Linked DNA regions of Mus musculus: region 1 is linked to region 2. Evidence: chromatin contacts called from public HiChIP or PLAC-seq data. All regions are on one chromosome and are shown on one strand. Each heading gives the region's core, a stretch centred on a gene start, on an enhancer-like site or on the middle of the called end of the contact. The rest is flanking DNA. Distances are from core to core; before and after follow the strand shown. Region 1 holds the start of Sox18 (SRY (sex determining region Y)-box 18). Region 2 holds the start of Eef1a2 (eukaryotic translation elongation factor 1 alpha 2).

Region 1 (5,941 bases), core at 686-3,185, 510 kb before region 2:
GGTTAGCCTGACCCTACAGAGAAAAGGGAGCACTCAGCAGGCTCTTGCCCAGCTAGCTCACAGGATATAACAGCCTGACATCTGAGCCACAGCTTGATTGACTAAGAGGAGGGTCATTAGCTGATGCCAGGAGGGGTGACTGCAGGAGTGTCATGGAGGGGAACAATGAGGTAATGCTGGATACTCTGTTCGGAGCAGGAGGCTGATTCTGAGCTATCACAAGAACTCCAAGCCCACCCCAATATTCAGGGCTATGGCAAAAGACTCTGAAGTTCCTTTTCTAGAGCCCCAGTGAACATCATCTCAAAATAGCTACTTCCCTGGCTAAGTCAGGCTCTGGGGACCTCAGCCTGTACTCACAGCTATGGAGTAAAGGTCATTTTTGATGAAAAGTGATAGAACTGAGGCTATATCAGCGAGCTCTGGTCCCTTTGTTTGTGGTACTGAAGAAGGAAAATAGGACCTTTTGCATGCCAGACAAGCTCTGTACCAATGACCCATGCTCCAGCCGTTACCTCTAGCTCTTTGTGTCCATTCTCAAGATGAAAATCTTCACATAGCTCTTCATGTCCTCACTCACCATCCTCCTGTACCAGTTGTTCAGACTACCTACCTACCTACCTACCTAGACCTGGCCACTGGCAAGGTCCTGAAAGCATTTCACCTTGGTGTCCACATCACTGCCTGCCTTCTGAGAAATTACTGAGTTGTTCCAATGCTTCCACACTACTCAGAATTCATGCCACTGCAGCAGGTGCAGGGCCTCTAATGTGCCTTTTATTACCCTATCTACATGACAAAATATCAGGTAGTGATGACATTCCTCATCCTTTAGTCTGAGGAGCTCTGGGGAATTCTGGGATCTCTCCATGGCAAGAGTGTTCAGAAACAAAGGGACCACTCAGGAGCAGCGCAGGGTTCCATAGGACTTGTATGTGTGAGCAGCCCCAGAAGCCACACAGGCTCTCTCTTTCAATGCTCAAGGTGGGCTATCCTGACATGACAGGGAAGGTCGCAGAGTGCTCAGGGTACGTGTAGATGGAGTTTCTGACTTGTCACGAACAGCTGCCAAGGGTTTTCCTCTATGAAGTTACACTTGGCAGTGCAAAGGGGGCAGCTCTCAGGAGAAAGCCATCAGTTTCCAGGGCCCAGATCCTTTCCTAGTGAAGAGGCTGAACAGATAAAAAGAGAACATGAATGAGGGCTCCTTTGGAAAACTCCCAGTTTTCCTCTGCCTCACCTGCTCAGGCCCTTGTGTTTTCCTTGTCTGGCCCGGGGAAGGGAAACAGCAGCCCACACACAAATTCTGAGGAGCAGGGACTGGCTATGTCCTGTGTCCACCAGTTTACCTTTTCCTTGTGGGCCAAGAGTTCTGCTTTGTCCCAGAGTTTGGTTATGAGAGAGAGAGAAAAGACACATCGTTTCTTCAGCCTCAACGACAAAATTAGGGAAAGGCGTTGGAACTACCTAGCTGAGCTCAGCATCTGGGAGGGTAAACCCACAAGAAGAGGCAAGAACATCGCCAAATCCCATTCCTTTTCCCGAGGTACACGATGAAAGTAACCTCCCTAGAACTTGGTGCTAAATTAAATCTTCCTTCATCCAATCTAAAGCCGCTGCCCTCTCCCATCATTACTGCCCAGGGGTCTGTTTCTGTGGATGGGGTGCCAGCGCGGCTCTGAAACCTGAAAACCCTGGAGGACCCCTCCTTCTGAGACCTAGCCCACACCAGCAGTCCTCTCCCACACGGGGGTCTCTTCTTTTGAGACAGTGGGAGCAGATGGGGGGCTCTGCGCTGGGGAGGCCTCAGCTGGATCCTGCCGGGAAGAAAAAAGGGAGCCACCGCGGAGGGGGGCAGCCCCGCCCCGGTCCGCCAGCTCTGCTGCGGATTGGCCCGATGTCTCTATATCTGGGATGCCTTCCTGGCACGAAGCTACCACGTCCCCAGTGTCTCCACCCGACGTCCATCAGACCTCCGTACTTGGCTTTGCAGTGCCCGCCACTGTCTCCTGCGCTCCCGCGCCGCGTTCCGCCCAGGCCTTGCCCAGCTGGAATGCAGAGATCGCCGCCCGGCTACGGCGCACAGGACGACCCGCCCTCCCGCCGCGACTGTGCATGGGCCCCTGGAATCGGGGCCGCTGCTGAGGCGCGCGGCCTCCCTGTCACCAACGTCTCGCCCACCTCGCCCGCCTCCCCGTCCAGCCTTCCGCGGAGCCCACCGCGCAGCCCCGAATCAGGGCGCTATGGCTTTGGCCGCGGAGAGCGCCAAACTGCCGACGAGTTGCGCATTCGGCGGCCCATGAACGCCTTCATGGTGTGGGCGAAGGACGAGCGCAAGCGACTGGCGCAACAAAATCCGGATCTGCACAACGCAGTACTGAGCAAGATGCTGGGTGAGAGCCTCGAATGCTTAGAGGGGCGGCGAGGGAGGGGACTTTGGGAGAGGGTCGGGATTCGGGATTTTATGGCTGGTCGCTGGGGTCTATGCCATGTTTCACGCCGCGCGCCCAAGGCGCACGACGGTTTGGCTAGTCGTGCGCCCGACACTGGTCCACTAACAGGCTCCCTTCGCCTACAGGCAAAGCGTGGAAGGAGCTGAACACGGCGGAGAAGCGGCCCTTCGTGGAAGAGGCCGAACGGCTGCGTGTGCAGCACTTGCGCGACCATCCCAACTACAAGTACCGGCCTCGCCGCAAAAAACAGGCGCGCAAGGTCCGGAGGCTGGAGCCGGGCCTCTTGCTCCCGGGCCTCGTGCAGCCGTCTGCGCCGCCCGAGGCCTTCGCTGCAGCGTCAGGGTCAGCTCGCTCCTTCCGCGAGCTACCCACTCTGGGTGCGGAGTTCGATGGCTTGGGGCTACCCACGCCCGAGCGCTCGCCTCTGGACGGCCTGGAGCCTGGCGAGGCCTCCTTCTTCCCACCGCCTTTGGCGCCCGAGGACTGCGCTCTGCGGGCTTTCCGGGCACCCTATGCCCCTGAGCTGGCACGGGACCCGAGCTTCTGCTACGGGGCGCCCCTGGCTGAAGCGCTCAGGACAGCGCCGCCTGCCGCGCCACTCGCAGGTCTCTACTATGGCACCCTGGGCACTCCGGGCCCGTTTCCCAATCCTCTGTCACCACCACCTGAGTCCCCGTCTCTTGAGGGCACAGAGCAACTGGAGCCTACCGCCGACCTTTGGGCCGATGTGGACCTCACCGAATTTGACCAGTATCTCAATTGCAGCCGGACTCGACCGGATGCCACTACACTCCCCTACCACGTGGCACTGGCCAAACTAGGTCCGCGCGCCATGTCCTGTCCAGAAGAGAGCAGCCTCATTTCTGCGCTGTCTGATGCTAGCAGCGCGGTCTATTACAGTGCTTGCATCTCAGGCTAGACACTGTCCTTGCCCTCCACCGCTTCTGCATGTGGCCAAGTGGCAGAGTTGCCTGCTCCCTTCCTTTCGCATATGTATGTTAGGGTATGCAACAGCCTTTAGAGCTGGTGGCCTAAAGATGCCATTTCTGTCGCCTCCTCATTTACACACCTCCTTCTGGGGGTTCCTGTGCTTTGGGCCTTCCCTAGGAACCTCAGGCCCTGGACGTGCTAGCTGCCTCTGCCAGGGTTGTTTTTGAATCATCTAATTCTTTTCTGCTATGTATTTTCTAGAATGAGACTGTGTTTTTTACTTTGCCTTTATATATATATACATATATAATACAATATATTTAATTTTTAATTAAACTTTTTTCTTTAAAAGGGTTTCAGTGATCACTAGCATCCATGCATAAGGACTGTAAACACAGAAATTTACTTTGCTTTTGCCTTAGCCACACCACTGCCCTCCATCCTTCCAGTGGGGCTCCCAGATATCATCAGCTCCCAGCCCGAGTTGCAGCTTTTCCTCTGCAAACCTAAGCACTGCCCAGGACAGTATTTTTCATTTGGGGAGAACTGCAGGGCTGACACCTGAACATTACAGATACATTACCAGACCCCAGCAGATAGTTGCTAAGAGGGGCAGCACCATGTCACACTTGCTCTGCTCCCCCAGGGGACCTGACTTAGGCAAAGGGTTAGTGACCAAGGCAGTGCTCAGACCTCATAAGAATCACATACCTCAAATAGTGATGTGAGGAGAGCTGCAACTCGGGGCCCTATTCTCTATAGACAGAGGTCAGAGATGTATAAAAGTCCCCTTAAGTTCCCTAGCTTGAGCTTTATTACAGAGGCAGTGATTGGGCTCCTTCCAGGAGGACTGAGGCCCTCTCTCCGGACCATCTATTTTTCAAAGTCCCTTACTAGACAAACATGCATCTAGAAAGGGGTGGCAAAATCACCCTGGAAATAGTCCCGGCACACACATACAAACACTGACTAGCTAGTCCCCTTAATCCCACTTCTGAAGGAGGAGTCTGTCCTGCCCCGGATTTCCATATAGTCTTCAATGGCGGCTGATCCAAAGATTCACCCACATGGAGTGTGAAACACCTAGCATAACTATGAAGCTGCAAATATATGGCTTTCCATGAAGGTGGTCATGTATGACTTACCTGAAAAAAACAAAACAAAAAAAAACAAAACCTAGGGCTAGATGTTCATGTGGGTCCATGCACAGGAAGCCAGCTTCCCAATACAATTAGGAAGAGGTACACAAGAAGTGGGGATTTCTTAGGCGTGTTCAGCCTCTGAGGCAAGATGATATCATCTCTACACTGACCAATATGAATTACAAACAGAGGTAGAAGATGGGTCTGACCAGGCCTGCTACCAGAATTCATGGGAACTGTCCCCAAGTGTTTAACTATTTAGACTGGGGTATTTTTCTGTCAACTTACGGACATACCAAGAAGTATACGTCAGATAGCTCAGAGACAACTGAAGCAACATTCTCGGGTCCAGAGCACTTCTTCAGTTCTAGGTTCTATACTATTCTATACTTACATTCCCTTCTCCCCTTGGTTAGTAGAGTGGAACCCCAAAGAGTGTAGGTGTGGTTCCACTCTCTCTGTGAAGAGAAGATAGATCAATGTGCTCTCTAAAAGCCCCCTTTCCCAATTGTCATGGAAAAAGGCTAGTAAGGGTCCAGTTTGGAGCAAGATCAAATTTACAAGTTCCAAAGGGTGGAGACTACCCCACAGCAGCATCAGAAAGACATGAGAGATCACACCACTAACGGCAACAGTGGATTGATAATAGGCTCTGTGTACCTGTGTGTGTAGGGGGGGGGGGAGTTCCTATTATTTTTGCCTGAGAAGACCTTCCTCACCATCCCCCAAGGATGAACCCTCCCACCCTTTCAGGTAGAACCATAGCATAAGGCCACACTCCTAATTCCTCATCCTATCTACCTCTTTCCCAAAAGGTCTGAACTTCTGTCCCCCACCCCTTTTCATCCCTTCATCCCTTCAACAGTCTAGTCTGTCCCTGGAGTGGCATGGGTAATATGCTAAATAATTTCCAGCAGAGAAGCAGGGCTGAGAACAGGTAAGGGTCTCCCCAGCAAATACAATCATTACTTTGAATATTTTTGAGGAAACTGTCGTATACCACATAAAGATTCTTGCCCCAATAAGGTCAAGGTGGGGCAGGCAGAGGGGTGGGCATGTCCACTTAAGGTCTCAGCCTCCCCAGCTCCCAACTCAGCCGCACTCCAGAAAGCCTTATCACCTAGCACCTCCTAGCTTCTTCTCTGCCCAGGAGTTCCTCCAACTTGAATTTGGTTAAAAAACAAAAACAAAAACGGGGCCCCACTTGCCTTCTGCTCTCACACTTGGAGGAAGAGCACTTAAGAAGCACTCTGCTCTCTCCTACACAAAACCTCCAGTGCAAAGTTCAGTGATTTGCGAATATTCAGAGTTGGGAACCATTATCATGGAATTTCAGAACCTTTCCATCACCCTCACAGATACTTCCCTGCCCCTAGAAACAATAAGCAGGTTTCTATCTTAGGAATTTAGCTACTT
Region 2 (6,352 bases), core at 2,733-5,232:
CCAGACAGAGGATGCAGGTTGGAGGCTCCAGTGTGTGTTGTTTAAAAACAGCCCCAAGGGGCTGGTGAGATGGCTCAGTGGGTAAGAGCAAAGGTCTGGAGTTCAAATCCCAGCAACCACATGGTGGCTCACAACCATCCATAACGAGATCTGTCTCCCTCTTCTGGAGTGTCTGAAGACAGCTACAGTGTACTTACATATAATAAATAAATAAATAAACAAATAAATAAATAAATAAATAAATCTTAAAAACAAAACAAAACAAAAAAAAAACCAACCCCAAATGAGTCTGTGTCAGGAGTCCTCACGGTGTTGGCCATTGAGGTGTGTCTATTACCCAGAGGGGCGCAAGGGAGTGATCTGGGTGCTGCTCCCAAGGGTGAGTTCTCTGGAAGCTCAAAACATATGGTCCTCCCCGTGCAATCCCCATGTATGTTCACCTACGTTTAAAAGGATCTGCGTGGGACTAGAGAGATGGCTCAGCAGTTAGGAACATGTACCTCTTTTGGAGGAATACTTCCAACAACAACATGGGGTAATTTACAAATATCTGTCTCATTTGTACACATGCATCGACAGGCTCCAATACACATACTTTAAAATAAATCTTTTTTTAAAAAGGACTGCACCTTCTCCATGTTGCAACCCTTCTGTGTCCCTTTGCCCCCAGGTATGGCTCTTGGTGATGGATGGGATGCTGGCCTCCCAGGGCTTCTCTTGGACCAGTGTGGTTACTCCTAAGGTTGGCCATTCCCTGCACTGTGACTGAAGACCCCTGGTCTTCCCCTTTGTTTCTGGGTGTTACTGCAGGCAGCACCCTGCTTTGACCCCAGCAGTTGGTCTGCTGTGTGACCTCTCAGCCTGCAGAGTATGGAAAGTTACTCGTGTCCCACAGTGCCTGTCAGACTCTTACTGGTCTTCAGAGATGAACAGCTCTTCCCTCATTGGATGTTGTAGGGCTGGGCTCCCTAGAGAAGGAGGGAGGAGCCTCCTGCCTGGTGAGCTGCCGCTCACCATGGCAACAGCTCCCTGTGGCTGTGGGCTCCCTGACAGACTGGGGATGCCTTAGACACACAGACCTCATGCTTTGGGAGATAGTGTATTTGGGGTCTTGGCTAGCCTGAAATCAGGGGTTTTCCTGTCAGGAAGGCACTAATTGTTGTCAAGGAGAGGCCCCAGAACTCCCCTCATCACAGACAGTTTATTGCTTGCTGCCTCAGGAGCACACTCAGTCTCCTGGTATCTTCCTGGAAGCTGATCTCCAGGGAGGCTTCCTAGGACTCAGGCTCAGGTAGATGGCTGGTAAAAGGCTCTAAGGCCAAGGACTGTGCTCTGAGACCAGAATGCATCTAGCAGTCCAAATCGGGGTGGAGATTTCCTGGAAACTCTCAGACTAGAAGATGTCCCAAGCGTGACCCTGATCCTGTCTCTAAGACCCTTTAAAAGCCACTTGATCCCAGTGACATACATCTGTTGGATATTGACTACAGGAGGCTGTCCTGACCATAGCTCACAGAAGGCACCCGCACAGGTGGTTAGCTGGGCACTGCAGCTATTATTAACCTGACAGTGACATCACCGCCAGCCAATGGGAAGCGGGTTTATTTGCAGGGCTGGCAGCTTGATAACGGTTAATTTTAGCTGGATCTTCATTTCCAACGTTTGTGAAACCCCCACCAGTCAAAGGGGGTGGTGCTATATCTCCCTAAACAGCTTAAAGACGGCAGGTGGGGGTTCCTGGAGAGGCTGAGGAGGTGTAGAACCTGAACCCTGTCCTCCATGCTGCCAGTAGGAAGAATCCTGGTTTCCTGTAGCCTCTCCTTGCTTGCCCTGCCCCACCTCTGGCAGCTTCCCAGGGCCACCGTGACCAGGGCTACTGAAGGAACATGAGTAGTAGCAGAGGTTGTGGCCACAGGTGAAACGCAGGCTTCTGTCTGGAAGTTACACTGTCTTAGTTCTAATGCCTTGAGCTACCCACTGGTGTGGTCTCAGGTGCTGAGCTTAGTTTTGCCCAGTTTCCTCATAGGTTTTGGGGTCCCTGAGCCCTACTTATAGAACCTGATGTTTTTCAGTATTGCAGACTTTATTGCTTAAGTGCTGCTAAGCATGCAATTGAAGAGGATAGAAACCCAAAATTCTGGCAAGGTGCTCAACTAGGCTCTACAGTGGAAGGCAGGAGAACCATCCATAGGCACTTTTTATGGTAGGATCAGGCTGGGGCCCTCAGGACCTAAATGTCCCATAGAAAGCCCCATACCAGCACTACTTCCTGGAGATTCAGTCCCAACTTGGGAGATACATGCAGATTGAAGCAATAGCTGCCCCGTTGCTGGCGCTATTGAGTGCCTGGCCATTGCTCAGTGCTGCTGGCTTAGTGGCTCCTTGGAACAGCTGGCCTCAAGGCCCCCTATCATGTTGGCTGAGTATGTTGTTGCTCAACACTGTTAACCTCTTAAAAATCTGTTTTCTGCCTATTCCCAGGGTCTCTCATACCAACAAAGGCTTCAGGGATTTGCAGTGGAGGCAAAGTATGTCCTAATGACAGGGAGGTACTTTTGACCTGCCTCCTGTAGGTCAATGTATAGGTGTTTCAGGCAGGACATGACCTCTGGTCATTAGGGGTCAGTCCTCTAGATGGGTAAGCTCCTGGCCTTGGGCCTTGCTGGCTCACTGCTGCCCAGATAGACAGAGGAGGCGACTCCAAAGCTAAGGACTAATAGCTATTCACAAAGATGCTGGGTTTTGGACCTCATTATTGAGCCCACTCTACCTCCTGATTTCGAAACCAGGCCCAGTCATCTCCATGCAAGAAGGAAGGCATTCAGGGAGAGATGAGTTGGACAAGTGGGTGGAGTAAATGCTAATGTCTTGCCAGGCGTTTATTTTTAATTCCTGGCTCCCAGTTGACGGTCTCAGCAGTCTTCAAAAGTGCCAAGTCATCTGAGAGCCCTGCCTAGCCTCTGGCTGCCCTCTGCTAGACAGACCCTCATTAGGCTTCACCTTACTCTCTCTTCATACTTGATAGCTGCCCTAATTGGGCACCCATCTCCAGGGTCCCCTAACAGGCGCTCTCAGTAGGAGGTGCTGGGCCCTGACCTGGGCCTTCTATGTCTAGATCTACTCTACACCAGGGTAGAAGGAATAGGCACAGGCCTGCTGTCAGTCAGCATAAATACTCAAGGAACCTTTGCTTCCTACTTGCAACCACAAAGACTGGTTGGGTTAGGACAGGTGGCAGTATTGGAAAACGGGAATGTCTGGGTCAAATGACAAGATAGGCACCTCTGAAGAAGCCCCTGGTGATACACGGTGGCCACAACCCCCTTAAGGTCTATTTGGGATATCCTAATCTTTCTAGAAATCTCAAGGGCTCCCTGCTTCCTACCAATGGAGCCTGAAGGAGAGTGGGGATCTGAACCCTGTTTGGATGTTCTTGGTGACCTTAGCTAAGACCATCTGAGAACGGGCTTTGTAAATTCCCTACACCTAAGGGAATAGGTAGACAAAAACCTCTTTCCAGGGCTTCATAAGAAGGTTGGGCTGCGGGCTGGACTGGCTGATTGCCTCAAGGGCCTGTCATGTAGGGTCCATGTGAGTAAGCACTTGTGCTAGGGGTGGTGGGGATCGTGGAAAACCTCTGGAAACTGAGCTTCATGTTCACCGGGACTCAACCATGAGCAGGGCCAGCAATGGATGCCCACATCAAGGCTTGCAGGGATCTTGACCTGGGCTTGGGCCTCTTCTCTCCTAGTCTACTTGCTGGTTCCCTATTGTGTTCCACCTTCCTGGGGACATCTTTATGTTGGATGTACCTTTTTTTTCCCCCCTGCTCTCCAGCAACCACTGTCTCTGCTACCCCAGTTCTCTCTACTGTTTCTTTCGCTTCTCTCCATCCCTGCCCCTCCTTTCCTGGCTCTGTTTCCCTGCCCCCACCTCTGCGCGCTGCACCGCCCTTTTGCCTGTTTTTCTCTCCTGGTCTGCGTTCTCGCTCACTGGTTCTCTCCCTCGCTCCGGTGCATCATTGCAGCTGCGTCCTCTCGGATCCTCATTACGCCGGCCCGCGTCCGTGGGTGCGCGGCCCCTGCGTCCACGCATCTTTCGCATCCCATCTGCCAGCCGCTCGGCGCCCGCCTCCCCCCTCCGGTACCGCATTGCCGTACTGCAGGGGCGCAGTGCATTGCGCCGGCACCGTCAATAGGTGGACCCCCTCCTGGAGAGATAAAACCGCCGGCGCCGGCGCCACCAGTCCTTCTGACTGAGTCCTCGGCTCTGGGTAAGGACGCACATCCCGGTCTGAGACCCTTGCTTAGGTTTTCAATCAGGGTTCGCTTCTCTGGGAACCCAGCCCGGGGAAGAGGGGAATATGCGGCACCTAGCTGGGCTGCACCCCTGGGCTGGGGGTGGAGGGAGGCTGTCTCTAGACTGGGCATGGTGGGTCCCCGTGGCAGTCGGGTAGTGAGTCCCTTAGGCAATTGTGACAGTGGAGGGGGGCCTTCTCCTGAAACCTGCCATCATGCTGTCACCTTGACCTTGGGGCTTGTCTGGGCTCTGCTGGGCTTGACAGGCTGGTCGGTGAAAGTGCTGGCGCGGTGGTTTGGGGCCCTGGGGATGTCCGTGATTTGTCAGAGTAGGGCGGGGGAGGTGGTGAAATCTGAGGACCCCTATCGCGTCCTATGTGGCTCCCACCCTCGGATGCACCCCCCACCCCAACAGGCCTGAGCTTCTCGGTTGACCTCTGAGATGCGCGGGTACTGAGACACAGGACCTGGACTGGATAGTAGGGGAGAGGGTCAGGGCATCTCTGAGGGCACTTGCTGAGCTGGGCCAGGTGGGATTTTTATTTCTCTGGCTAGAACAGGACATTCACCTCTCGGCCCTCATGGCTGCCCCTTGCCTGTGGGGAGGGCCTGAGCTATTCTGGGCCTATGCCTGGGTACCATCCAGCTGTCTCCTCTGCCAGCCTGTGGGCAGAGGGAGGAAGATGGCGCCCTTGCCCGTGGAGGGGCTGAGGAGTGCTGGCCTTCTCTTCATGGTGGCAGCAGATGGGGGTAGGGCAGTGTCCCTCCCTGGTGTGTGTGTGTGTGTGTGTGTGTGTGTGTGAAGGGGGGGGTGGCATCGAGGACAGGAAGGACAATGCACCCTAGAGCTGGGCACAGTGACTCATCACAGGGCTCCTGGCTGCTCCAGAGCTTCACTCAGTCTGCTGCTCTGTGATGTCCAGACCTGATTAACCCTTCCCTAAGGAATTTGCCTCCAAATCACCTTCCCAAACACTTACACACTAACGGAGCATTTGGGCTAAGGTATAGGGTAGAGAAACAGGTGGCTTATGAATGAAATGTGGCTGAATGGGGTTAGGACAGGGTTGGGGGGGGGTGTCGTTCTTCCCTATTCTGGCTCAGGAGAAGACTGGGTCAGGGCAAGCTCCCAAACAATACAAGAATGGCGCGGGTACCTCTGCTGGACTCTCTTTGGGCCCCTTAATCACTTGTTTCCCTCGTCCCTGACTCCACAGAGTTCCTGCCCAGCATATACCCTCAACCCCAAACCAGAGCCCCCACAGTGCCAGCCCCTCCCTCACCCAGGCAGAATGGGCAAGGAGAAGACACACATCAACATTGTGGTCATTGGCCACGTGGACTCAGGCAAGTCCACCACGACAGGCCACCTCATCTACAAGTGTGGTGGCATCGACAAGCGGACCATCGAGAAGTTTGAGAAGGAGGCAGCAGAGGTGAGCACTGTGGGCCTGGTGCTGCCATTGCTCAGTTTACCTCCTTCAGTGCAGGGGATATGGGTGCCTGGTGATGGGAGGGGTGAACAGAGCAGTCTCCCTCTGAGAATGTTGCTAGATTTGTCTCATACTGAGGGAGGGGGAACTTGTGCCCTCCCCAGGCCCATCCGAAGGCTCTGGACTCGGCCTCAGTGGGCCAGTGCCAGGAGACCCTCAAGCCTTATCCTCTTGTTCCCCAGGGCTGAAGCTGGGCTGGATGTGGTGCTGTCCTCGCTTGTCTGGCAACAGCCAGGGCTCAAGGATGCTATTAATAGCTGATTGATGGGCAGCAGGCTTGCCAGCTCCACTTTCTCCAGATAAGCTGAGAAGGGTTGCTGGTCCAGGATGGTACCTGGAGTGGGGGGTCTTGGTAGCCTGTTCCTGGTTGAGACCTACAAATGAGCAGTGGTTGTAACAGAATTCTCTTCTCTGCCCCTAACCCTGCTCATTCCGAGAAGAGCTGGCTCCTGGATAAGGGCTAAGGCAGATCTGAGGGCATCAACTGTCTATGCAGAGCTCCTGCTCCTGTGTGTATATGGGGCTTTGAGCCACAATTCTGTGTGTCTAGGCCTGATGCTT

What was found. HiChIP or PLAC-seq counts read pairs in DNA pulled down with a chosen protein or histone mark.
Region 1: an H3K4me3 HiChIP or PLAC-seq map of embryonic stem cells shows a contact between it and region 2, with 6 times the contacts expected there. The contact joins the promoter of Sox18 here to the promoter of Eef1a2 in region 2. A contact is called at or near these places in 1 of 39 promoter capture datasets (embryonic stem cells), 3 of 15 datasets of contacts at CTCF or cohesin (embryonic stem cells, pro-B cells and stem cell-derived epiblast-like cells), 2 of 484 Hi-C or Micro-C datasets (both in embryonic stem cells), 3 of 115 datasets of contacts at active chromatin or transcription factors (embryonic forebrain and embryonic stem cells) and 1 of 9 other capture datasets (embryonic stem cells).

What each region holds. Positions count from the first base shown.
Region 1 is chr2:181,667,634-181,673,574 of GRCm38.p6, reverse strand. It overlaps Sox18 (SRY (sex determining region Y)-box 18), which reads left to right and starts at 1,935. Exons shown (of 2, transcript NM_009236.2): 1 at 1,935-2,393; 2 at 2,579-3,738. The coding sequence starts at 2,054. The coding sequence ends at 3,372.
Region 2 is chr2:181,154,645-181,160,996 of GRCm38.p6, reverse strand. Eef1a2 (eukaryotic translation elongation factor 1 alpha 2) reads left to right here and starts at 3,982. Exons shown (of 8, transcript NM_007906.3): 1 at 3,982-4,273; 2 at 5,516-5,734. The coding sequence starts at 5,591.